Regions from separate parts of the Ovis aries genome. Here region 1 is linked to region 2. A link is a contact called in public Hi-C data. All regions are on one chromosome and are shown on one strand. The core of a region is the stretch at or near the end of the contact, and the rest is flanking DNA. Distances in the headings are between cores, read along the strand shown. Region 1 holds the start of VEGFA (vascular endothelial growth factor A). Region 2 overlaps POLH (DNA polymerase eta).

Evidence for each region. A called contact is a pair of places that touch in the nucleus more often than the background predicts.
Region 1: a Hi-C map of blood shows a contact between it and region 2, with 3 times the contacts expected there. The contact joins the promoter of VEGFA here to the enhancer-like site in region 2. A contact is called at or near these places in 2 of 16 Hi-C or Micro-C datasets (both in blood).

What each region holds. Positions count from the first base shown.
Region 1 is chr20:17,279,005-17,284,644 of ARS-UI_Ramb_v3.0, reverse strand. VEGFA (vascular endothelial growth factor A) reads right to left here and starts at 4,247. Exons shown (of 6, transcript NM_001025110.1): 1 at 4,182-4,247; 2 at 1,316-1,364. The coding sequence starts at 4,247. It overlaps LOC121817412 (a long non-coding RNA gene), which reads right to left. Exons shown (of 2, transcript XR_006057304.2): 2 at 5,093-5,627.
Region 2 is chr20:17,128,332-17,134,268 of ARS-UI_Ramb_v3.0, reverse strand. POLH (DNA polymerase eta) reads right to left here. Exons shown (of 11, transcript XM_004018846.6): 7 at 5,415-5,534; 8 at 4,697-4,820; 9 at 3,906-3,971; 10 at 49-218. It overlaps GTPBP2 (GTP binding protein 2), which reads left to right. Exons shown (of 13, transcript XM_060403201.1): 13 at 1-3,909. Among named protein-coding and RNA genes, the nearest start is that of GTPBP2, 21 kb to the left of the region's middle. Within about 2 kb of position 1,313, at least 3 of the 54 cell types and tissues checked have an H3K27ac peak or open chromatin away from gene starts, as enhancers often do.

The DNA of each region.
Region 1 (5,640 bases), core at 2,998-5,497, 150 kb before region 2:
CCTGGGTCATGAGTTGGTAGCTGGGGATAAAAAGATCCAAGGTGGAAATTTCTTGGACAAGCTCCCTGGGATCCCTGAGGCCCCCCAGGAGGTGGAAGGGGAAACCTCATCGCACCCATCACACCCCAGCTACTGTCTCCAAGGAAAGCTGTCCTGCTTTTTTCTCAGGCAGGGGCACACATACGCTCCAACTTCAGACCCATGGCTTTCCTTATTTCTTGAAGACAACCTTTTTTCCCCAGCAGACAAAGACCATCTGTCTCGCCTCTCCCAGACCACAGAGAGGGACCACTGGAAGCTGAGGGGGCTGGGTGCACCCTGGAAGGGGCACTGTCAGTGGCACAGCAGGGAAGCCAGGCCCTGGGTCCAGGAAAGGACCCCTTCCCCCCAGGTGAGGAAGGAGGCAAAACCAAGCCGGCACCACCAGCGGCCTGGGGAGTGTAAACACTGGCTCTGGCCACCACCTGGGCTACCTGATTCGGGTCTGGGAAACTCGCCTGGAGGAAGACCCCAGGGCCTTTCCTTCTCAGAGGCAGAGCACAGGAGTAGAGGCTACATTCAGTACTGGGGAGAGTCAAGGCGTCCCTAGAGAAATGGGAGGATCCGTACTCCAAACCACAGTGAACAAAAGGCAGGCAGACTCGGGCTGGGCAGAGGGGCGGGGCTCCCGGGAGCTACCGCCAGCCCTCTGCTGGACCGAGAGGGAAGTTCACAAGCACCCAAACCTGCTCCTCAGGAGGGCATGAGGAGGCTGTCGGGCTTTCTCTCTCTACCCCCAGAGGAATGCACACCGGCGCGGAGGGGGTTCCTCGAGGCTGCATCCTCTGCACCTCCAGCTCATGCACAGCCAGCAATCGAGACAGCAAGGGTCACAGCCCCCACCACACAGACCCCACAGGTGGGACCCGGCCGGGTTGGAAGGGACATGGACTATTCATCCTCCCCTGGGAGCAGAGGGGAACGAGGAACACTGCCCTTGACATCTGGGATCCTTGGATACTATTTATCTTCCTGGCTGTGCTCATGGCTCCCTCTCCAAATAAAATTTTACTGGAAAGAGCAGAGGAAAAAGACCACGAGTTCTATTTCTAGCAGCGGTCTGAGTAGGTCAGAGTCCCCCGGAACTGAAGGGTTAACCTCTCAGCACTCACCCTTTTCCTTTCTAGATCTCCTTTCTAGATCACCAGCCCCAGTTTCCTATGCCCCTGTACCCCCACAACCCCGCCCCAACAGACCTTCCCACCCATCTGCTGGGGGATCAGGGAACCCCATCCATGTGCAGGAGGGGTGGGGGCCAGGGTGGGGGGCCACTTACCTTCATGGGGTTTCTGCCCTCCTTCTGCCATGGGTGCAGCCTGGGACCACTGAGGACAAAACAAAGAGCGAAGAATGGGCAGGGGCAGGGGCAAGGGTGCACAGGCCCAGCCAACCTGCCCCTGCTCCCTCCTGGAATCCCTCCCAGCCTGGAGCCTCTGGCTTCTCCCGGACTTCTGAACCGAGCAGGGCACCTCCAGGGGCTCCCTACAGCACAAAGCACCCCCTCTCTGAGCTGCTCCAATTCTGAAGTCAGGGAAGATAATGACTGACCAGATATTGGGGGTGAGGGGCTCTTAGAACAGAGGAGGAAAACATCAGAAAGCAACGATGTTCAGGTCCCCGCCCCTCCCCGACATTTCCCTTCCCCAGCTCTCAGCGGCCCCTTGCTGAACTAGGACAAGTGAAGTCCCTCAGCCCCCCCTGACTCCCGGGTCCAAAGCCATGGGCAAGTCTTAAGGTCAAACAGGAGGACAAACGTGGACTGGGGCAGGAAGGAAGGACTAGGGGTGAGAAAAGCAACATGGTGACCTTCCCCTGCTGACATGACAAATACCAGGGTGAGCTGGTGCTGGGGCGGGGGGTGGTGCAGAGGGCCGCAGGGCGCCAAGCACCCTCCCCCCCTCAAACACTTCTGTTCTCAGGAATACGTAGTAAAGCCACAGGTTGCCTAAAGAGTAAAACCTGGGAGGAAACCCTGGGGGAAACCTGGGGGAGGGGAGGGCCCCGTTTTTCCCTAAGAACCAGTCTCCCCAGAACCTGAATGTATCTCCAAAGCCCCAAGGCTCACACTCCCATCTCATTCTCTGGCTTCTTCTCCGTCCCAGACTGAGGGGGTCCCCAAAGTCCCTCTCACCTGCTGGGCACCTTCCTCCAAAGGCAACCAGGGAAGCCTTTAATGCCTTAGCACTGCCCAACCCCTAGTCGTGGCCACCTGCCCACCCCACCTGCCCCTCTTTGGGGCAGATCCAGAGCAGCAGAGCGGCACTCTAGCACACAGAACTGCAGACTCTGCAGAGAGAGAGTCTGCCTGTCTCTCTACCCACACCCTGCTGCAATACACCCCAGACCCCCAGCCTTGCCTCCAGGGCCAAGGTTAGATAACAGTTTCCAGGATCCCAGATGGACAGCCTGCCACTGCAGCTCCCTCAGGGACCTCCATGCCCAGGGGTCTCTGCCTGAGCCCCTTACCCATCTCCATGGCACCACTGTTACTCTCTGCCAACATTCCTCCTATGCCCTCCACTGCTCCTGGGCCCCAAAGAGCAAAGGGGTCAGAAATTTCATACCCCCTCCAAGGCTAGGGGGCACTGGGAGGGGCAGTTCTGGGCGGGGAGGGGCCAGGTGCCCTTCTCTGGGGGCCTCTGAAGGTCACACTGTGGCCAGGCAGCCTCTCCTCCCCCTCCCCCCCTCCCTTGGAGGCCTGGAGCCAAGGCCTTTGTGCCAGGGTCTGAGGAACTCCTGGTGGCAGCAGGGACCCCAGCCCGTTTCCTTCCTTCTGCCTCTCCAAGGGCGCTCTGAGCAGAAAAGGACCCCTCAGGTGGTTTGGGAAAGCAAGCTGGGTGGGCAAGTTTAGAGTTCCCAAAAACCACCTGCTCCTACTCCAACGCCCATTTCACCAGAACAAAGTGTGTTTGCAAGGCTGGCAGGAGCTCCCTCCAAAGGTTCGGGGAGGGCTAGTCCCACACTGCCCATGTCACAGCAAATTTCAAATCATTTTCCCAAAAAGTGCAAAGTGGAATAAGGACACCCTTTAAACCCTCCCTGCGGTCGCCCCCCAAAAAGCTAAAGCACAGCTCACTCGGAAGTATGGGGGAGGGGAGGGAAGCAGACTGTCACCGAGTCGGGACTTTCGGTAGAGTCTCGACAAAGCCCCGGGCTGGGCCGGGTAGCCCGACTCCTGACAGTGATCTTTCTTTCCTCGGAGTCTGGGGCTGAAGAGAGGTTATGTGGGTCTTCTCAGCAAAAGGGAGTTAAAAATAAAGGGGTGGCGGGGGCTTCTATTCGAGCAGGGGAGGAAACTGGGAAGGGGCGTGAGGAAATGCCTCCTAGGAGGGGTTTAAGGGCTGGGGACAGCGGGAAGGCACAGGGGTGGTTCTCCGGGTCCTCGGCGTGGGGCTACCTCGAGAGGTCACCTTCCCGCGGAGGGCCGGCGGGGGGAGGGGCGCGGCTCGCCGCCCCGGGTTCCCCGCTCGGGCCGCGGCGGCTCCGGGAACACGCGGCCGGCCAGGCCCGGGCTGATGTAATCGGCTCCGCGCCGCGCGCGCCCGGCCGGGCGGGGGAGGGCGGGCACCGAGCGGGACGCGAGCTGGGACGGGGGGGTTGGTGCGGCGCAGGTGGCCCGGCGGAGAGGGGGTCCCAAGCAGCAATCCACCCCAAAACTTTTCCCCAACTCGCGGCGAGGGCCGCAGAGATCAAGCGGCAGTGACAGCAAGCCGCATCTCTCGCCTGCCCCCTGCCCCCTCCACGCTCTCTGCCCTCCCCGGGTCCAAGGTCCGAGCACCCCCACCCCTGCCCGCCAGGGCTCCAGCTCCCGCCCCAGCTGCCCAGACTTCCAGTTCGTCGGGAACCAGCGGCCGGGAGCAAACTTCAGCCGCCGGCGGCAGCGCAAGCCCAGCCCCCTCAGCCGCCTCCTCCGGCTCCCGCCCTCCGCTGGTCGGCCCAGATCGTACGTGCGGTGACTCCGGTGGGTGGGCAGGGCCCGCGTGGGCGGTGAGACTCTATCCCGGTGCCCTCCCACCTAGCGCGCGCCCCCTCCCCCTACACCTACGAAGATAGAGGGGAAGCCGCGAGCCCGGTGCCCAAGGACCCGCGTGGGGCACGGAGTCCCCCACGCGCGCGCTCTCACGCACGTCCCCAGCCCTTACCTTGGCATGGTGAAGGTAGAGCAGCAAGGCAAGGCTCCAATGCACCCAAGAGAGCAAAAAGTTCATGGTTTCGGAGGCCCGGCCGGGGCCGGCGCGGCTCGCGCTCCCTCTCCGGCTCGGGCTGCGGGGCGGCCCGCTCTCCTCGGCGCCCAGGCGGGCTCCTCTTCCTCCCGGAGCCGAGGCCCGGGCCAGGGCCTGGGGCGCGCGCGCGGCTGGAGCACTGTCTGTGCACACAGCCGCCTCACCCGTCCATGAGCCCGGCTTCCGAGAGCCGAGTCGCCACCGCGGCCCCTTCTCCTCTTCCTTCTCTTCTTCCTCCTCCCCCTCCTCCGACTGCGGCTCCTCCCGGCCCGAGCGAGCACTTCTCCCGGTGCCGCTCGGCTCGGCTGCCCCGGCACGGACCACGGCTCCTCCGGAACGAGAACAGCCCAGAAGTTGGACGAAAAGTTTCAGGGCAACGTCGCGAGCCCCGACCCCCTCCACCCCGCCTCCGGGCGCGGGCTCCGGCTCCTGCCCGCGGCTCGCCGCCGCGTCCACCGTCGGCCGCCGGCCGGGGAGGAGGTGGGCGCTGGGGCAGGGGGCGGTGTCTGTCTGTCTGTCCGTCAGCGCTGCTGGTCCGACGCGGGATCCCGAGGGGGAGGGCTCACGCTGCGCTCTGGCGGTCACCCCCAAAAAACAGGTCACTCACTTTGCCCCTGTCCCTCTCGTGTCTCGCTCGTCAGCGCGCGCTCTCTGACCCGGTCTCTCTCTCTTCCTTCACTTCTCTTTGGAGCTCTTGCTACCCTCTTTCTTCTCTGCCCGTTTCCAGAATCCGAAGTGATTTTGGGGGGGAGTAAAAGAGCAATCTCCCCAAACGGTCGGCCCGATTTAGTGGGGAATGGGAAGCAAAAATAAATTAAAACGGAAAAGAATACGGTTAAAAAAAAATGTTTCAGAAAAAAAGGAGGAGGGTAAACCCTGGATAAATGAATATCAAATTCCAGTGCGGAGACCCCTGGCCGGTGACCCCGCCGGTCCGTCCGCCTCTTCGATGCGTCTCCCGACCGAGCGCCGCTGCCGCCGGCTCCACTCGCCCCCCAACGCCGCAGCCTCGTCGCAGCCCGGCTGCCCCAAGCCTCTGCGCTCCTCACCGCTACGAGCAGACTAAAAAGAAGGCAGGCCCCGCCCCCTGGGCGTGTCGGGGCGGGGCCAGACCCAGCCTCAGCTCCTGGGTCCGTCCCCTCTGTGCCTCTGGCTACTACCTTCCCTGGGGACACCGACCGAAGCCCGGGCCCCCACCCACCCCAGCAAAGGGAGTGCTCGATCCCCACCAAGGCGCACAGCCTGAACATTACCTATCGGCCCCCTCTGCCGGGAGACACACACGCCCGCGCGGTATTTGCGGGGCGGGTACAGGAAAGTGAGGTTATGTGCGGTCAGGGCTCCAGAGCTATTCCCTTCTCTATGCTGGGAATATTGG
Region 2 (5,937 bases), core at 64-2,563:
AAGACAGGGTATGAGTCTCAAATGAAGATGAGCTAGAAGGAAACTCACCATTCAGTCTGGGTTCCTGAAGTGTTACAGTTCCTAATGGTAGCAAATGCATCATGGCTCATCTTGTGAGCATCATAGTGGGTGAGGGCACAGCAGCGTCGCAAGCTGCTGAGACGTCTGTCTCCTTGTATACGCATGCTCACAACCAGCTGAGTGGCCACCCTGTCGTTCTGTGGGTGTAAGAGGATTGAGACAGAACTAAAGTTACCTTGAGCAGCTGGATTCTAATACTGAACTCTGTGAGAGAAAAGAATCAGGGTGGCATAATGGTTTGGAAATAGGGTTTCATTTTTAAAATATTTGTGCTGTTTCTGCATATAAGTAACTGGAGAAGACATAATTTGGGTGGAGTATTAGAATATCTAGGATATTTTGACAGAATAAATGAAAATGGTTTCTCCTAAATGTTCTTCTTTGGTATCCATGCAGGAAGATTATACAAAGGTCTACAGTACTATATTCTGTGACTGAAGGAAGAGTTCATGTAAGTCATTGAAAGGGGGTCAGGATTGAGTAGTGGATCTCTTCTTAACCTCTCTGGTGCTCTGATGCTCAAGAAGAGAAGTTTCTACTAGCATCTCCTTACAGCCCATCTATAGAAGATACACAGGTAGTGAGCTGCCTCTAGAAAGCAAGATCACTGACTCACTTTTCGGTGAAATCTAAGTATATGAATCCTGTTGATGCAAAGCAAACTAAGAAAATAAGGCCAAGAGGCAATAAGGTGACAAGTATACACAGGGACCTCTCAAAATCAAAAGATTCTAGTGAGAAGAAATATACTTAAGACAAATAAACCAAAAGTAGCAACTAATTTTTAGGTAAAAATACATTTTGTATTTTTGTGCATTTTGTAAATACAGCTTATTCAGGTTTGTATGTATCTCGAGAGATACATAACTACAAAGAAGTTCTTGTTGACTAAAACCAGTTACCTATAACTGTATCAGGCACTATCAAGAGATAAAGGAGAGAACAAAATAAAGTCCAGGCTCTGGAAGATCTTATCTTGTAGTAGGGGCTACATATAATAAACAAGTAGGCTTGTAATAGAAATGACTACAAAGTGCAATGGAAAAAAGCAGAGTAAGGCAGAGAGTGACGGAGCCTGCTGATATGATAGAGGAACTGGGGAGGAAGTGAAGGCGAAATTTACTTGGTGTGTTAAATAAATGGGGAAGAGGCCAGCAGAGTGGAGGCTGTTAGTGGACTAGGTGAGGGGGAAATGACAGGACATGAGGTCAGACTATCAGAGGATAGAGAGATGAGAACGGAGCGACACCTAGTGGGCAACATCAAATAAGCCCACAGCACAACCTCTTTATGTTACCTACTGAAGAACAAAGACCAAACTGCCAGCCTTTGTTAGATCACAGAGAAAGCAAGGGAATTCCAGAAAAAACACCTACTTCTGCTTTACTGACTAAAGCTTAGACTGTGTAGATCATAACAAACTGGAAAATTCTTCCAGAGATGGGAAATACCAGACCACCTTACCTGCCTCCGGTGAAATCTGTATGCAGGTCAAGAAGCAACAGTTAAAACCAGACATGGAACAATGGACTGGTTCAAAATTGGGAAAGGAGTACATCAAGGCTGTGTATTGTCACCTTGCTTTTATGCAAAGTACATCATGCGAAATGCCAGGCTGGATGAAGCACAAGCTGGAATCAAGATTGCCAGGAGAAATATCAACAACATATGCAGATGATACCACTCTAATGGCAGAAAGTGAAGAGGAACTAAAGAGCCTCTTGATGAGGGTGAAAGAGGAGAGTGCAAAAAGTTGGCTTAAAACTCAGCATTCAAAAAACTAAAATCATGGCATCCAGTCCCATCACTTCATGGCAAATAGATGAGTAAAAAGTGGAAGAAGTGATAGATTTTATTTTCTTGGGCTCCAAAATCACTGCAGACGGTGACTGCTGCCATGAAATTCAAAGATGCTTGCTTCCTGGAAGGAAAGCTATGACAAACCTAGACAGCATATTAAAAAGCAGAGACATGACTTTGCCAACAAAGATCTGTATAGTCAAGGCTATGGTTTTTCCATTAGTCATGTAGAGATGTGACAGTTGGACCATAAAGAAGGCTAAGCACTGAAGAATTGATACTTTTGAATTGTGGTGCTGGAGAAGACTCTTGAGAGTTCCTTGGATAGCAAGGAGATCAAACCAGTCAATCCTGAATATTCATTGGAAGTACTGATGTTAAAGCTGAAGCTCCAATACTTTGGCCACCTGACACAAAGAGCTGACTCACTGGAAAAAGACCCTAATGCTGGGAAAGCTTGAAGGCAAAAGGAGAGGAGAGTGGCAGAGGATGCAATGGTGAGATAGCATCACTGATTCAGTGGAGATGAATTTGAGTAAACTCTGGGAGATAGTGGAGGACAGAGGAGCCTGGCATGCTACAGCCCATGTGTTGCAAAGTCGGATATGACTTAGTGACTAAACAAAAACAACCAAAGAGCAAACATTTACTACCAATTCCGCTATAAAGGGGCAGACAGTTAATTACAGATGATTTTTGACAGTATTCAGTTGATGTTTCAACAGGAGAGGACACATCAAGCAATACCATCAGGAAAATGAAAATCCACAGGGAGAAAATATTTGTATATTATATATTTGACAAGGGATTTGTATCCAGAACACATAAAGAACTTTTAAAACTCAATATAAAGAGACAACTCATTTCAAAAATGGCAAAGGATCTCAACAGGTATTTCTCCAAATAAAATCAGAAAATAGTCAACATGCACCTGAAAACCACTTTATACCTAGTGACTAAACAACAAAGACATAGAGAAATTACAAGCCTCTTACATTGCTGGGAGTATAAAATAGTGCTGCGACAGCCTGACGTGCTAACATAGAGTTAGCATGTGACTCAGTATTCTACTCCTAGGTATATATACAAGGGAAGTGAACACATGTCTACAGAGAAATCTGTACATGAATGTTCACAGCACCATTACTTATAATAGCCAAAAAGTGGAAACAACTCAAATATCCATTCACTAATGAACTGATAAAATAAAATGTGATATATCCATTCAGTAGAATATTATTGTCATAAAAAGGAATAAAGGACTGATAGATGCTACAATATGAATAAACCTTGAAAACATGTTAAAGATTTCAAGCCAGTCACAAAAGGCCACATATAAGATTATTGCACAGATATGAAATGTCCAGAATAGTAAATCTATACAGACAGAAAGCAGACTAGAACTGCCTAGGGCTTTCGGAATAACTATTAGTGGGTACAGGATTTCTTTTTGGGTTATGGAAATGTCCTTAAATTTATTATGGAATAGTTGAACTCTGAAATATATGAAAACTACTGAACTTTATACTGTAAATGGGTGAATTTTATGGTATGTAAATATATATATGTGTCAAGTTTTTTTTTTAAAAGAGAGAAGATAAACTAATCATATATTTAATCTTTGCCTTAAGACTCTGTCTCTAAAACTGAATACTTCTATGTCACATGGACTGTGTTAAAGCTGAATAATTTACACTCTAATCCCTAAATGTCCTGCTTAACAGTTCTGTACTCTGATGAAGATCCACTGTGTATTCAGAGTTGGAGTAGGATTTAGATAATATACAAAAATGTAAAAGCAAATGGTAATGAGGGAGACAGGAGTAGTCAGGTCTTCACAGATCTAGTAGTCAGTAGTTCACAGATTTAGGTTTTTGAAAATCATATTGAGTTTTATGGCAGTTTTATGGGAAAAGATAAAAAATTTCTTAACATTTTGTAGCTGGTATCTTTTTGTATCTTCTTTCTACTCCATACTGATACTTATATTCCAAAGCTCATCCAAGCAATAAAGAAAATCTTACAGCATTTCGGTCCTTGGTGAGTCTCTCCTCTAGTTCCTGGGCTAATTGCAAAAGCCACCATTGCACCTAAAAAGAGTATTGATATTTTAATCTTTCATTTAAAGACTCTAGGTTTATTATAGAACTCTCAGGTAGCGCTAGAGAACCCGCCTGCCAATGCAGGAGACGTAAGAGACATGGGTTTGATCCCTGAGCTGGGAAGATACTGGGAGGCATGGCAACCCTCTCCATTATTATTGCCTGGAGAATCCCTTGGACAGAGGAGCCTGGCTGGCTACAGTCCATAGGGTCGCAGACATGACTTAAGCGACTTTGCACACACAAATGGTCATTTTGTTCGGTTCTCCCCAAAATGGAAGTGTGCAACAGTCTCCCCCATAAGGATCACCAGATGACAGAAATCTTCAGAACTCTGACCTGCCCCAATCTAAGAGTTTTCACTTTCTTTTCTTGCTGGCATGCTATCAGGTAAACTTCAGGCATGTTCCAGCTCTGAGAAAAAAGACACAAACTTGAGGCACAATGTCCTGGCTTCCTAAGTTTTCATCTACCAAAAAATGAGTAATTCCATTTCAAACTTCAGTCAGTTCCATTCTGTTTCTTTTTGGATGAAGAAAGAAAAAAATAATAATAAAAATCCCAAGTGAAATTCATCAATTTTCAACACAAAATCCCTTCGGTTTCCTGTGTATTTTACAGCATAAAGGTTCCATCTAAGTTTCCACAGCTACCAAAACCTACCCACCAGTTCCCTTAAAAGAGACAATGTTCTGTCAAGAATGTCTGCCTACCTGAAACCGAGTAGATAGAGCTGTTTTTCCTGGGAAGTTCTTGCTGCAGCCAATGGTTTTGGTTATTGGCCTGGGTTTAACTGGATCATGTTCAATCCCCCGGCACATGGCATATAGCCAAGATCTAATAAAACCAACACAAAAGTTTAAGGTGAAAGCAAATGACTATCCTTGTTAAAACAAAATACCTATATTATACTAAACCTTTTATCCTTTTCATGAAACAGGAAAAATCTATTCAAAATTAAGTTCATCACAGAATCTTGCCCTTCCCTATGAATTCCAGTACAATAAACTGCTCAGAAGAACAATACCGATTATGCTTTCTAAGGTCAAGTCATCATTTATATTTTGGAAAAGTACCAACCAAGCTACAGGATTTTACATCCCCAAGCTTTTTTGGTACTTACTAAGCCTAAATACAAGGATCTTAAAGAAATATCAGCATCTTTGTACACGTATATAACCAAGCTTCAAAGCTGAGTTCCTTTCTACCAACCTAATTAGTTAGGTACATGGGGTGGGGGGTGGGGGTTGGGGGGGGAACTAGACTGATAGGCTATAGTGACCTAATATTTTAAAGCAAAAGGATCAATGCAGTTACCTCAAGGAGTGAATATTAACCTAATAGGTCTAGATTTTACCTGATGCTTTTGTCTACATTTGAATTTAACATATCCATAAAAGTTATGACTGAACAGTATCAGGAATCACTTACCCATTCCTCTCCCCAAAATGACTCTGGAGCTGGGATTCAGAGAACTGGGTCAGCTCTCCCATGTATTCTACCCCCAGGATTTCAATGACAGAGGCCCCTAGTTTTCCTCCAAGATTACGGCTAACAACAACAAAAGACAATACATTTGTAAGTAACATCATCAATATCTAGTTAGCAAATAGATACAAAACATTTTGTCTGTGTAAGCAGCTCTCCAGAAGATTCAGGGAAAAGGATAACACAGTGGTCCTGTAAACTATTGATTTTCTAGAATAAGACTAGATGACTGGGAATTCAATACTCTGAGAGTTAGGGCCTAGGAATAGGAGTAACCATAGCATAAACACAAAGGTAAATTCATTAAGTGGTTATCAAATCAACTATATAAAATTTTTAATTATATAGAATCTACTGTCCCATTTATGGATTCAAATTCCACCTCCCAAAACAAACCCCTTCAATAGTAAAACCTTTTGTATTTAAGAATATAGTAATTCTTCAGCCTAGCCTTTGAGATGTCTAA